Regions from separate parts of the Mus musculus genome. Here region 2 is linked to region 1. The links are chromatin contacts, called in public promoter capture Hi-C maps. All regions are on one chromosome and are shown on one strand. The core of a region is the stretch at or near the end of the contact, and the rest is flanking DNA. Distances in the headings are between cores, read along the strand shown.

What was found. Promoter capture Hi-C pulls out the DNA fragments that hold promoters and counts their contacts.
Region 2: a promoter capture Hi-C map of pre-B cells shows a contact between it and region 1, with 4 times the contacts expected there. The contact joins the promoter of Rfc1 here to the promoter of Pgm2 in region 1. A contact is called at or near these places in 9 of 39 promoter capture datasets (the 3T3-L1 cell line, the HPC-7 cell line, cranial neural crest and 5 more), 2 of 484 Hi-C or Micro-C datasets (B cells and uterus) and 1 of 9 other capture datasets (adipose tissue).

Annotation. Positions count from the first base shown.
Region 1 is chr5:64,089,616-64,095,989 of GRCm38.p6, forward strand. Pgm2 (phosphoglucomutase 2) reads left to right here and starts at 3,324. Exons shown (of 14, transcript NM_025700.3): 1 at 3,324-3,473. The coding sequence starts at 3,369.
Region 2 is chr5:65,332,011-65,338,384 of GRCm38.p6, forward strand. It overlaps Rfc1 (replication factor C (activator 1) 1), which reads right to left and starts at 3,629. Exons shown (of 25, transcript NM_001347357.1): 1 at 3,514-3,629. The coding sequence starts at 3,516.

The DNA.
Region 1 (6,374 bases), core at 2,074-4,573:
AGAGTTCAATTCCCAGCAACCACATGGTGGCTCACGACCATCTGTAATGGGGTCTGTTGCCCTCTTCTGGTGTGTCTGAAGACAGCTACAGTGTACTCACATACATTAAATAAATAAATACATACATACATACATACATACATACATACCTAAAAAGAAAACCAAAATAAAAAAAAAACCCACAAAGAAAACCTACAACTCTTAAGACTGTAGCTTTGTATGCTGGTGTATGCCTATAATCCCAGCAGTTAGGAGTTAGAGACAGGAGTATCAGGTGTTTAAGGCTGTGCTTGGCTACATATTGAGTTGACTATGGGCTACAGGAGACCCAAAACCAAACCAAGCAACCAACAAAAAGACTATAGCACTATCAAGTAACGTGTGTGTGTGTGTGTGTGTGTGTGTGTGTGTGTGTGTGTGTGTGTATTATCTCCATCCAGCTCATGAAGTAGCTGGTCCAAGCAAGGGACGATGGCACATATCAATAGTCTCAGCTACTCTAGGAGGCTGAGGCAGGAGGATCATAAATTTCAAGCCAGCCTTAGTTACAACTATAGGCAATTTAAGACCAATTTAGACAAGCTTTGGCAACCCAGTCTCAAAGAAAACCAATAAAAGGTGGAGAGAGAGGGCCTGGAACTGAGGATGTGGCTCAGTGCTTGGCTAGCACAAGCAAGGCCCTGATTGATTCCTGTGGTGGGGAAGAAGGGCAGAACAGACACAAAACTCCTCCTTCCCAAATATAACCAGTCCCCTAATGTCCATAGATTAACTCTCCTGTAGTTTGTATGTTAACAATTTTTTAAATTGAAATATGAACCAGTGAGATGGCTTGGCAAGTAACGGCTGTAAAAGTATCTTTTATTTGCCTGGTGTAATTGTCATCTCTGAGACTTACTGCCTCCTGTCTGTCTGCTAACCTAGGCCCAGTTCTGGAAGCTTCTAGCCTCTGTACAGTCTTATCTAGGCCTAGAATGTTTTCAGCCTCTGAGACTTGCTGCTGAATAAGATCTCTCCTCCTCACTCTGTCTGAACTCTAGCTGGCTGGTTGGACTCAGCTGTTCTGGCTTAAACTCCTCTTCAAGTTGACTGATTCAATCTGGCATCTCTCTCAGCCTCTGACTTTTTGCTTGGCTTGGCCTCATACTAACTGACACTCTGTTGTCATGTGGCTCTTTCTCGTTGACTAACTCCGTCTTTGCCTGTGTGTAGTTTGTTCTCCCTCTCTCTACAACCTGTCTCTATAACTGTCCTAGTAAGCCTGCCCTCTCCCTTCTCTCTCTGCACTGTTCTCTCCTAAGTAGCCTCTCTTTCCTCTCTTCTGTTCTGTCAAGTCTTTCTCTGATTCATCACTTTGTCTGCCACTCAACTAGACATCACTTTCAAACATGGGTGCTTCCTTCTACAAACTAACCTTACCTTCACTGTTTGGGATTAAAGGTGAGCACTAGGGTTGTGTCTGTATCCCAGCCAGAGGGGTTAAAGGTGTAAAGGTGTGTGCTAAAACTGAGTCACACCACAACTAGAAACAGGTTTCTCCAGTAAACAACTTAAGCTCAGAGTTCAGAGTATGATTAAATATCCTGCAACAAAAGGCACTTGCCACCAAGCTTGACAACCTGAATTCGATCCCTAGGACCTCTATGGTGGAAGAAGAGAAATGACTTCCTAAAGTTATCCTTGTATTTCCATATGTATGGCACAGCACACACACACACACACACACACACACACACACACACACACCGTAGATAAATGTAGTTTTTTAAAATTTCAAAATTGAGACATAACTTATAGCTGGTAACCATGGTTCTAAGTTTTGACGAGCACCTGGATCCAGGAAATCACAAACCCAGAGTCGCTTCCCTTAACCCCCAGTGACCTTTGCAGTGAATCCCCATATCCAGTTCTGGAAAATACTGATTTGTTTTCTTTCTTTGTGCTTTTCTTAGTCAGTGTCTGTCAGACCCAATGTCTGTCAGAGGTCTGAATTCTTTCACTCTATGGGATGGTTGTGAGCTACATCCATGAAGTTGTATACAGTTCTTCATTCTCACTGGGCTGTGTAACTCATGGCTTATCGATCATCATTTATGTATATGATTTAGAATGAATATACCACTACATATTTATCCATTCTATTGTTGGCAATCTGGATGTGTATGGTTGGAGCTTTTTGCGACTAAATCTGCTAGAAACCTTTTAAAAAGTTGTGTGTGTGTATGTGTGTGTGTGTGTGTGTATGTTTGTATTTTGCCTGCATACATGTCTATGCACCATGGATATATATGACAATGGAGGTCTGAAAAGGATGCAGGATCCCCTGGAACTGGAGTTTCAGACCATCCTGAGCAGCCATGCTAGTGCTGATAATCAAACTTAGGTGCTCTGGAAGAACAACCCGTGCTCTTAACTGCTTTGGATTTTTTTTGTTTAATTGTTTTTTCTTTCGTTTTAGGGTTGTTTGTTTGTTTGTTTGCTTGTTGAGACGAGATCTCACACTGGAACCCACGGTGAACTGGAACTCACTTTGTAGGCCAGGCCCTGAACTCACAACAGTCCCAACAGTCGGGACTGCAGGAGCGAGGAAGGCATCATGTGCGGCTCAGAACCATTCTTGCTTGTGCTTCCCCGTGCCCAGCCAGGTGTGCACATACATCACCCAGCTGACCTGGAATTCTCGTTTGTGTGTGGCGACCTCAGGCGGATGAGTCGACATTCTTTTTACATTTTCTAGTGTGAAAATCCAGTTGACCCGGTGCCTTGAAATTACAACTCGTCCTTCCGGTTGCTCTTCTGACATAAACTGTCTTTGCAAGTGTTATCTCATTTCTGGCTCGTTGGTCTATTTGATTTATTTCCCACTTGGCTCTTCTTTTTCAAGATTTGTTTCCCCCTCTGCTATTCTCTAATTTAATTTACATTTTGAGATAGGATCTCCCTATGTACCCCTAGTTAGTCTAGAGTTCACTATGTAGATCAGATTGGCCTCTAACTCACAGAGACCTGCCTGCCTCTGCCATGTGGCTACTGGCCTGCGCCAATGTGCTCTGCTTCCCAGCGCAGTCAGACTAGCATCTCAGGTGTGATGGGCACCAAATGCATACTTGATGTTTGCTGGAGGACCCTGGGTATGTAGGGCCTAGGAGACTAGAGTAAGGCGAGCCTCCAGCTCTCCTAACAACAAAGCACTCCCCAATTGCCTGGCCCTCCGGGAAGCACACCCACTAATGGCGAGTCTGGAACCGGGCGGGGCTGCTGCACGTCCTCTTCCCTCCGGCTCTCTGACTACGCCTCTTTCCCCGCCCTCTCCCCGCCCCTCCAGAAGGGTGACCCGGCCTCCTCCGCCCGGTTGTGACTGCTGCGGGATGGCGGCGGCGACACCGACAGAGACACCGGCTCCGGAAGGCAGTGGCTTGGGTATGGACGCGCGACTGGACCAGGAGACCGCGCAGTGGCTGCGTTGGGACCAGGTAAGGGCCGATCTCCGGCTCTTCGGTTCTCGGGCGCCGTGGCTTGTCCGGCAGGGAGCCGGGCCCAGCTTCCTTCTTTCCTTCCCTGCCTCGCCACACGGTGCCTGCTCGGCATAAGCTGTTGCGGGACTGGAGACAGCTGTGTGGCTCGCCCGGCTGCTAGACCCGGTAGAGGAGCGAGCTGGGGGGCGGGGAGTGGGGTGGAGAGTGAATGTAGCGGGCCTGGGACCCGGGGTAGTCCACGCACGAGAAGGTTTTTGAGGTTCTGTGATGGGCTGAGCATCTTCATCCATTCAGAATCCGCTCTGTCCCGCCTTTCCCGGGACCTGGACTTCTCCACAGTCCAGACCACCTTTTCTGATTTCATGGATACTACCGGGTCCCTGATGGGCCAGGCTGACAGGGAGTTTTCCAGAGAACATACACTCCACTGGGAAGGTGACAGGGAACGCTTTGGCCCCAGCTGCGCCTTTCCCCTGTAATGTCTTAGTCAGTCGGCCAGCTCCGGACATCACTTCCTTTGCCCTCTACAAGTTCTCTCTGACCTGTGCTTTCGCGTGTCCTGTTGCTTTCCCGCAATGTTCCTCTTGCCGGTGTTCTGCTGACTTTATTTCTCTTGTCGTTTTTCCTGTGTGAACTTAGCGGATCTTTCCTGTCTCCCAAGTGCAACTCAAACTCTCTCTCTAGACAGCCCAGGCCTTTGGTTCCCTGCTCTTCCTGGAATTGAAAGACAATCCCTTACAGGCTTGTTTGTTTAAAATTTGTCGGTATCCAGGGCTGACTTCAGGAGGTGAGACCCACGCAGATCCACTGAACCTGTACTCAGGGAAGGGCCCAAGCCGTATTTTAAAGCACTACTTTGAGATTCTCTATTGTTAAACACGGAGTCTTTCGTTCTAATTGTGCACTGGCCCCCCCTGAAAATTATGTAGCTGGTGCTGTGTGTCTCTGCTGCTTTCCGTGGTCTATAGTACCGTAGTACCGTAGTGCCGTACTGCATGTCTATAGTTGGTCCCTGAAACATTTGGTGACTGGATAGAGGCTGGAAGGCTCAGCAGAGGCCTTTGCTCGCTCACACCTAGAAAATGAATAGTCAGGCCATCCTGGAAACAGGATGGCAGTGCTAGCGCCTCATGGGAGGTTTTGTTTTGCTTTGTTGTGGATTTTTTTTTTCCTGGAAACATAAAGCATTCCAGGATGTTTAAGGGGAGGAAACTGTTTCCATTTCTGATCACTTAATAACTTGCATTGTGTAGCTGTCCTAACACCTCAGCTAAGAAGTCTTGTGTGTGTTATTGGGCTCTTGTACCACTTGACTAAGTGTCTGACAGAGACTGAAGGGGCGGGAAAGAACTGCTCTGCTCACACTCTGAGATGCTCTTATCCTTCATGGTAGAAAGGAGTAGCAGAGCTGTTGGCTAAGGAGCAGAGAAAGGGGGAATACAGGAAGAGGCCATTGAGGAAATATACCATCCTGTGACAAGTCCCAGTATCCTCGATTCTCCAACTTGCTCCCAGTTCCCACCATTTGTCACCTCCTCATAATCCCGGCATATTATGGATCCATCAAAGGAGGGACCCTTTGATCCCATCAGAGCCTGGGATCTATTGGTCTTCAGAAGGTACTTCACAGATGGGCTCAGAAGTGAGCAGAAAATGTAATTACTGTAGAACATGGAATCTGTCTTGGATGTCCACGGTACCTCCGTGGAAACTTGTCCTTTTCTCCTCTGGAGATGCTTCAATGTTCTTTTCCCAATCCGAGGTGTGTCTTTGTGGTGTATGGCTGTGTCTGTGTTCATGTGCTTGTGTGTAGCTGTGTGGGCACCTGTGGTGCATGTTTGTGCAGAGAGGCCAGAGGCTGAAAGTACCTTCCTCATTCATTCTGCTTTAGCTAGGGTAGAGTTAGTTGTTGCTGTGAAGAGACACCATAACCAAGGCAACTCTTATAAAGGACATTTAATTGGGGCTGGCTTACAGTTTCAGAGGTTCAGTCCATTATCATCATAATAGGAAGCATGGCCGCATGTAGGCAGGCACTGTGCTAGTGAAGGAGCTAAGAGTTCTACATCTTGTTCTGCAGGCAAACAGAAGCTGTCTTCCAGGCATCTAGGAGGAAGATCCCCCAAAGCCCACCCCCACAGTGATACACTTCCTCCAACGAGGCCTCCTAATAGTGCCACTCCTTGGCCCAAGCATACTCTCATTGAACGAGGAGCCGATTGGCTAAATTCTAAATTGTCTGAACCACCCACTCTATGCATACATAGTCTGTCTACCTCCAGCATTAGATTTACAGATGAGCTCTGCTTGGCCGGGCTGGCTAGTGCATGCCGGGGACTTGAGCTTGGGTCTTAAAGCTTGCATAGCCAGCAGTTAACTGATGGAGCTGACTTTAGCCCCTCTCAGTTCCTTTAACTGGAGATGGGTGCCTCTCTGGGAAGGACCTATTCATTCTTCAGGGGACCTCCCACCAGCTAAAAGGTTGCAGAGCCACCCATGCTGGCAAGGACTCTAGTTGTGCTCTCTGCATGGTTATTATATCCCCTCCCCTGTGCCTCCCTCTTCTGTCCGTTTTCCTTCACCCCCAGGTCTGACCCTTATCTCTGCTGCTCTCTTCTTGACTTTTCTTTATCTCTTTGCTTTGTTCTCTCAGGCTGCTGAGTCTTTTCTAGCAATCCAAGACCAGTTAAGACTTTTGAAATCCACAGTAGGCCTCAGAGACGCCCTGGATATTGGGTGTGGCCAGGAAGTCTGTGTTGTCTCAGCCACTCAGCAGATGTTTGTTGTGCTCCCTTTGTATGACAGCTCTGAGCCTTGCCTTGGGGGCACCTGCCGGTGTAATGGGTAAGATGGTTCTCTGGGGTTGGAATCTAGTGTTAATCAAAAGGTTGGTCCCAG
Region 2 (6,374 bases), core at 2,379-4,878, 1.2 Mb after region 1:
TGCAGCAGGCGGGTGATTCATTCGCGGAGGCTGGCAGTCATGAGCACCAGGGATCCACCTAGCTCCCTTCCTCCCTCAACACTGGGGTTACAAATGCATACAACCACACCTGCATTTTGAGTGCTGGGGACCCAAACTCAAGCCTTCATGCTTGTAGGGCAGGCACTATACCAACTGAACCATCTCTCTGGCCCTTAAAATTGTCTTAATTCTGCAAATATTCCATTAAAGAAGGCTGAACAGTTAATAGCACTTGCTGCCCTTATAGAGGACCCAGGTTCAGTTCCCAGCACCCACATGGCAGCTCATAGCAACCTGTAACTCCAGTTTCAGGAAATCCAACACCCTCTTCTGGCTTCCTCAGGCACCAAGCACAATACATGGTGCACATGCAAGCATGCAAGCAAACACTTACATGCATAAACTAATAAGTATATCTTTTAATTAAGAGGACCAGGCTGCTATAAGCTGTCATGTGGGTGGGTGCTGGAAACTAAACCTGGATCCTCTACAACTATGCTATGACACACACACACATTTTTTAAAAAGTAAATAAATGGGCTGGTGAGATGGCTCAGTGGGTAAGAGTACCCAACTGCTCTTCCGAAGGTCAGGAGTTCAAATCCCAGCAACCACATGGTGGCTCACAACCATCGGTAACGAGATCTGACTCCCTCTTCTGGAGTGTCTGAGGACAGGTACAGTGTACTTACATATAATAAATGAAAAAATAAATCTTTTAAAAAAAAAAAGAAAAAAGTAAATAAATATAATTTTTAATGTTAAGTTATCAAGGTAGTAGTTATTATTCATCCCATCCTTTTTGCAAGCAGAAACCAAGAATAAAGTCCAGTGGATCACACCAGTAATCACAGCACTTGGAAGTCTGAGACAGGAGTCACTTGAGTTAATCTACTTGTACAGGTCCAGATAATTATAAGGCATATTAGCATGTTAATATAACTATTAACTATTAAAGTCTTTAGCCGGGCGTGGTGGCACACACCTTTAATCCCAGCACTTGGGAGGCGGATTTCTGAGTTCAAGGCCAGCATGGTCTACAAAGTGAGTTCCAGGACAGCCAGGGCTACACAGAGAAACCCTGTCTCGAAAAACAAAACAAAATCAAAAACAAAAAAATCTCAACTTCCCACAATACCAACACACCTAAATTCCAAAATGCAACGCTGATCATTTTCGGGAGGCAGAATAGCATAGTAGTCAGAAATGCCTAGGCTCTCCTTCCAGTTTAACCACCTTCTAGTTGTATGACAAACTGTTTAAAAGGTATCTTTAGCCGGGCATGGTGGCGTACACCTTTATTTCCTAGCACTTAGGAGGCAGAGGCAGGCAGATTTCTGAGTTTGAGGCCAGCCTGGTCTACAAAGTGAGTTCCAGGACAGCCAGGGCTACACAGAGAAACCCTGTCTCGAAAAACAACAACAACAAAGGTATCTTTACTGTTAAAAAACTGGACTGTGAGTTAAGGCAAGAGGATCATGAGTTCACACCAGCCTAATCTATAATTACACTGTAATTTCAAGACCTGACACATGGCACTATTACCCAAATCTTCCTTCAAAACAATAAACTTGGAGCTGAGCATGAAGGCATGGGACTTTAATCCCAGCACTCAGGAGGCAGAGGCAGAAGCATCTCTTGTTAGTTCAAGGCCAGCCTGCTCTACATAGTAAGCTCTAGAACAGCCTGGACTACATAGAGAGAGACCCTGTCTCAAAAAAACAAAACAACAACAACAACCACGAAGAACTTGGGAGGCTTGAGATGTGTCCAGTGATTGGGAGCACTTGCTGCTCTTGCAAAGGACCTGGCTTCAGTTTCCACCACCCACGTGATGGTTCACACCCATGTATGACGCCAGTACCAGGGGACCCAATGCCCTCTTCTGACCTTCTTGGGACCAGGGCTGCATGCACTGCACATACACGCATGCAGACAAAACACTTGTACACGTAATTTATTCAAAACAGGATTTCTCTGTGTAGCCTTGGCTGTACCGGAACTCACTCTGTAGAGCTGGCTGGCCTCAAACTTATAGAGATCCACCTGCCTCTGCCTCCCAGGTGCTGTGATTAAAGTCATGCACCACCAATGAACTGGAGAGGTATGACTGAAGAGATGTCTCAGGAGTTAGAGTACTTGCTGCTCTTTCAGAGGACATGAGTTCAACTCCAATTCCAAAGGGTTCAACACCCTCTTCTGGCCTCTGATGGCATCAGGCATGCATAGTCACAGAAATATACTCAGACACAACATACACGTTACAAGTCAAATAAGAATGTATTGGACTTGGGGGCTGAACAAATGGTTCAGTGGTTAAGAGTGCATATTGTTCTTTGCAGAGACCCTGACTTCCAGAACTAACACCCACAGAAAGCAGCTCAAAACCACCTGTAACACCACCTCTGGAGGATCTGACACACTCTTCTGGCTACCATGGGCCTTCAAACATATGTGTGCATACACAAACTATGTGTGCATATACAAACACAGATACACATAACTAAAATAAGAATAAATATTTTCCAAAACAACACTTCAGATGAATTTCTAGACGGTATTTAAAGCAAACTCACATATTATCCCGAAAATAAAAAGGCCGACTCTGGGTGGCTACCATCACTATCTTTTTTCCCCAAAGAATAAAAAACAGAGAGCTGAAACTTTTTCCAGTTTGGTGTAACACTTTTCTCCCCTGCATGCTGGTGTTCTGACAAGCTTAAGAATAATAAAAGTGTGTGTAAGTGTGATTGTTAAATATCTTGTAGATTAGCTGAACATCTTCAGTGGTCCAGTAAATTAAAAATTATTTCCAACTTGTATCTGTCTCCTATGCCAGGGACTTTCAAACAATTTCACTTTCAAACTATTTGAATGTCCACTACATTGAATTATTGAAGTTGGAACTGAGGTTTAAAAAAAAAAAAAACTACTTATCGTAACAGGTGATAAGAGATGACAGCTGTCAAATACAGAACATCCGTCTGTACTCGCCGTGTTTTTATTCCTGGTAAACCAGGATCCGCTCAACTCCTATAAATTATTCTAAACAAAATAAACAAATAAACTTCCTTGTGTCACAGCTGACACTCGCTTCCAGGAAGCTGATTCAAGCTGAAGGCCCGAGCAAACTTCTCCCTGCGAAAGCCAAGTGTGACATTCTTCCACGCAAAGCTTGAAGTCGGGACTTTAGGAAGCACTCCAACAGAGATGATTTGGGACAAGGCTGTACACGAAAGTAACTTTTAACGCCCCGTCCAAATCAACTTTCTTCTTCCTTCCTCCCTTCCCCCAAGAGTCGGGGGGGTGGGGATGTGAAATTGCCGCGTAGCAGCCACCTCCCTGCAGCTGCGTCCCTGGTGCGCCCCGCACCCTAAGCCGGGCCCCTCGGAGCCCTCTGCATCGTCCTCCCCATCCCGCACCGCGGCGGCGCCCCGTTCACACCCCCGCCTGCAAAGCCTCTGTAGCTGCACGGCCTCCCGGGCGGCTCACCATCGCAGCCCCACGACCGAACAGGAGCAGGTGGGCAGGCCCGTGGCTGGGGTAATTCGTTATCGGGGCTCGGGATCCATTGGCGCCAACAACTTCTCCCGCGAAGTAGCAGAAGCGCGGGCGGCGGCGCGCGGCGATGACGTCGGAGGCGCGCGTTCCCCGCGGCCCCGCCCCGAGGCGGGAGCTGCGCACTGGGTGCAGGACCACAGCCCTAGCAACCGGAGGGTTGCTACCTTGTAGGACGGCGAGTGCGCGTGCGATCGTGGCCGGGAGACGCCCAATTTGGGATCTGAGGCTGACTTCCTCTAAGCCGGGTTCCCAGGTGGCTTCCTTCCTGCAGTACACGCACGTGCTGCAAGGGCAGTGCTCTGTAGCCGCTTCCAGAAGTTCTTACTGCCACCACGGTAGGATGAAGTGTATTCGATGCGCCCCGCAAAGGTCAACTGTTCTCATCAAACTTTACACTGATTTATTTTATTTTTAATGTTTGACCTATTGATTTTGGCTCAAACTAACAGACCCTTAGTGAATGGACATTTTTTTTAACTTTTTAATACATTTATCTATTGAAGATGGAATGACAAGCTGTGGTCAGAGAACAACTTTCAGGGAACCTTCCATCACGTGGGTATATGTTTGCATTTAACGGACTGTTTACAGTAAAGGCATTTTGTTTGTTTGGGGGGGTTGTTTTTCTGAGGCAGAAGATCATGTGACTTGTCCAGGTCCCAAACTCCTTATGTAGCTGAGAATGACCTTGAACTTCTGATTTCTCTACTGCCTCCCAAACGCTGAAATCTCAGATATATGCCAACACTCCTGCTTTACACGATGCAAGGGATCAAACTCAGAGCTACTGTGAATGCATGCAACCAACTGGGCAACCCTCAGCCCCAATGTCTTTGCTCTAAAACTACCAAGCTAAGAGAACTAGCCCCCGGGACTGGAGAGATGGCTCAGCGGTTAAGATCACTGACTGCTCTTCCAAAGGTCCTGAGTTCAAATCCCAGCAACCACATGGTGGCTCAAAACCATCCGTAATGAAATCTGATGCCCTCTTTTGGAGTGTCTGAGGTCAACTACAGTGTACTTACATATAATAAATAAATCTAAGAAAGAAAGACAGGAAGGAAGGAAGGAAGAAAACTAGCCCCTTAATTCCTTCCTAAAGCTTCATTAAGTCTCTTAAAGAATAGTCAAATCTTTGACATAACCAAGACACGCCCACACAGGGGAAAAAAAAAAAAAAAACAAGAAAAGATTTAGGATAAGCAAGCTTTGGAAGCTGCTCTTGCTATGAAACTCTAGTGGGCCTGCCTCCACCACCCCACTGCTGGGATTATAGGGGTGGTAGCCCACACCTGGCCAGCAAGTTTCCTATGAGTAAATGAGCAACCTGGTTGTGGAATAGAAATTAACAATTGCATATAACTTTAAGAGAAAACGTGACTATCAAAGAATTTAGTGTAGAGGGCAGTATCAAACTTTGGCCTTGAACTTTGAAATCTTTTTCTAACCACTTCTTGTTGGGTCTTGTCATTTTATGACACCATATCTACTGGGAAAGACAGTAAAGCCTTCAGGAATACAAGAGTTTGTATTTAAGTAGATGTCTATTGCAACATAATTTTGGTTTTTTGAGTGAGGATTTCTCTATGTATTCCTGGCTGGCCTGGAACACAATATGGATTCGCCTGCCTCTGCTTCCCTGAGTCTGGGATTAAAGGTGAGTACCATACTCTGCATTTTTTGTAACATGTAACCCACATGCATTTTTTGCACTGTTCTGGGTTAAAATTCACCAACAATAATAATCCCCAACTTAGAAACAAGTGAACAGTCACTGGTGAGAAGGACTTCCCTGCTTAGGTCCCTCTGAAGCCATTCGTTCAGTTCCTGCTCTACTATGTAATAGTTACAAGACCATAGAGAAGTAATTGTGACTCAGGGTCCTCATCTGTTAAGACACAACTATTTCTGCCACATATCAAGTAGTAATAGCATTCTCTGATGGTGCTGGTGCTGGTGCTGGTGGCGGCAGCAGCAATGGTGGTTACTTGATTTGGTTTGAGTTCAATTCAGACAGTCTCAGTGTATAACCCAGGTTAGTCTCAAACTTGAGATCCTCCTGACTCACCCCCCTCCCCCGCCCCCAGTACTAGGATTACAGGCATGCACCATTATATGTGGATGACCACAGTGTTTTTAAGTCAACAATGATCATCATTATTATAAAGCTTGCACACATGTGGCAGAGATAACCAGAAGGACCCTGCTTCAAAAACAAGATGGAAGGAATGCGAGTCAACTCTTAAAAAAATCTGTCCTCTGATGCCTATACACACACACACACACACGCACACACACACGCACTGGCAGGCGTGTGCTCACACTCAAAAGCACAAAATCAATTAAGTGGGAGAGCACTCCAAAATTAGATGCATCTATACTCCACAGCTTTGCTTAGGACAATAATTGGTTGATATATTGAGATAATAATTGATAATAATTGGTGATCCATTGAGAAATCAGTAAAATCTGTGAACTAATCTCTAGAAAGATGTACACAGCAGATGTATGATATAATTTTGTTCATATAACATTACAACATACACCAATGCACAGTAATCTTTGTGCTTTACATCAATGACTAAGATACATAAAACTTACCTATGCCAGCTATGGTGGCATACACCTTTAATCCCAGCACTCATAGCTCATAGGCTAAGATCTCTGTGAGTTCAGCCCCTTGTGCACCCTTCCCCCCCCCAAAAAAAAAAGAAAGAAAAAGAAAAAGACCATGGGGGTTGGAGAGAGGACTCCACAGTGCACATGCTGCTCATGCCAAGTTCCCAAAACTG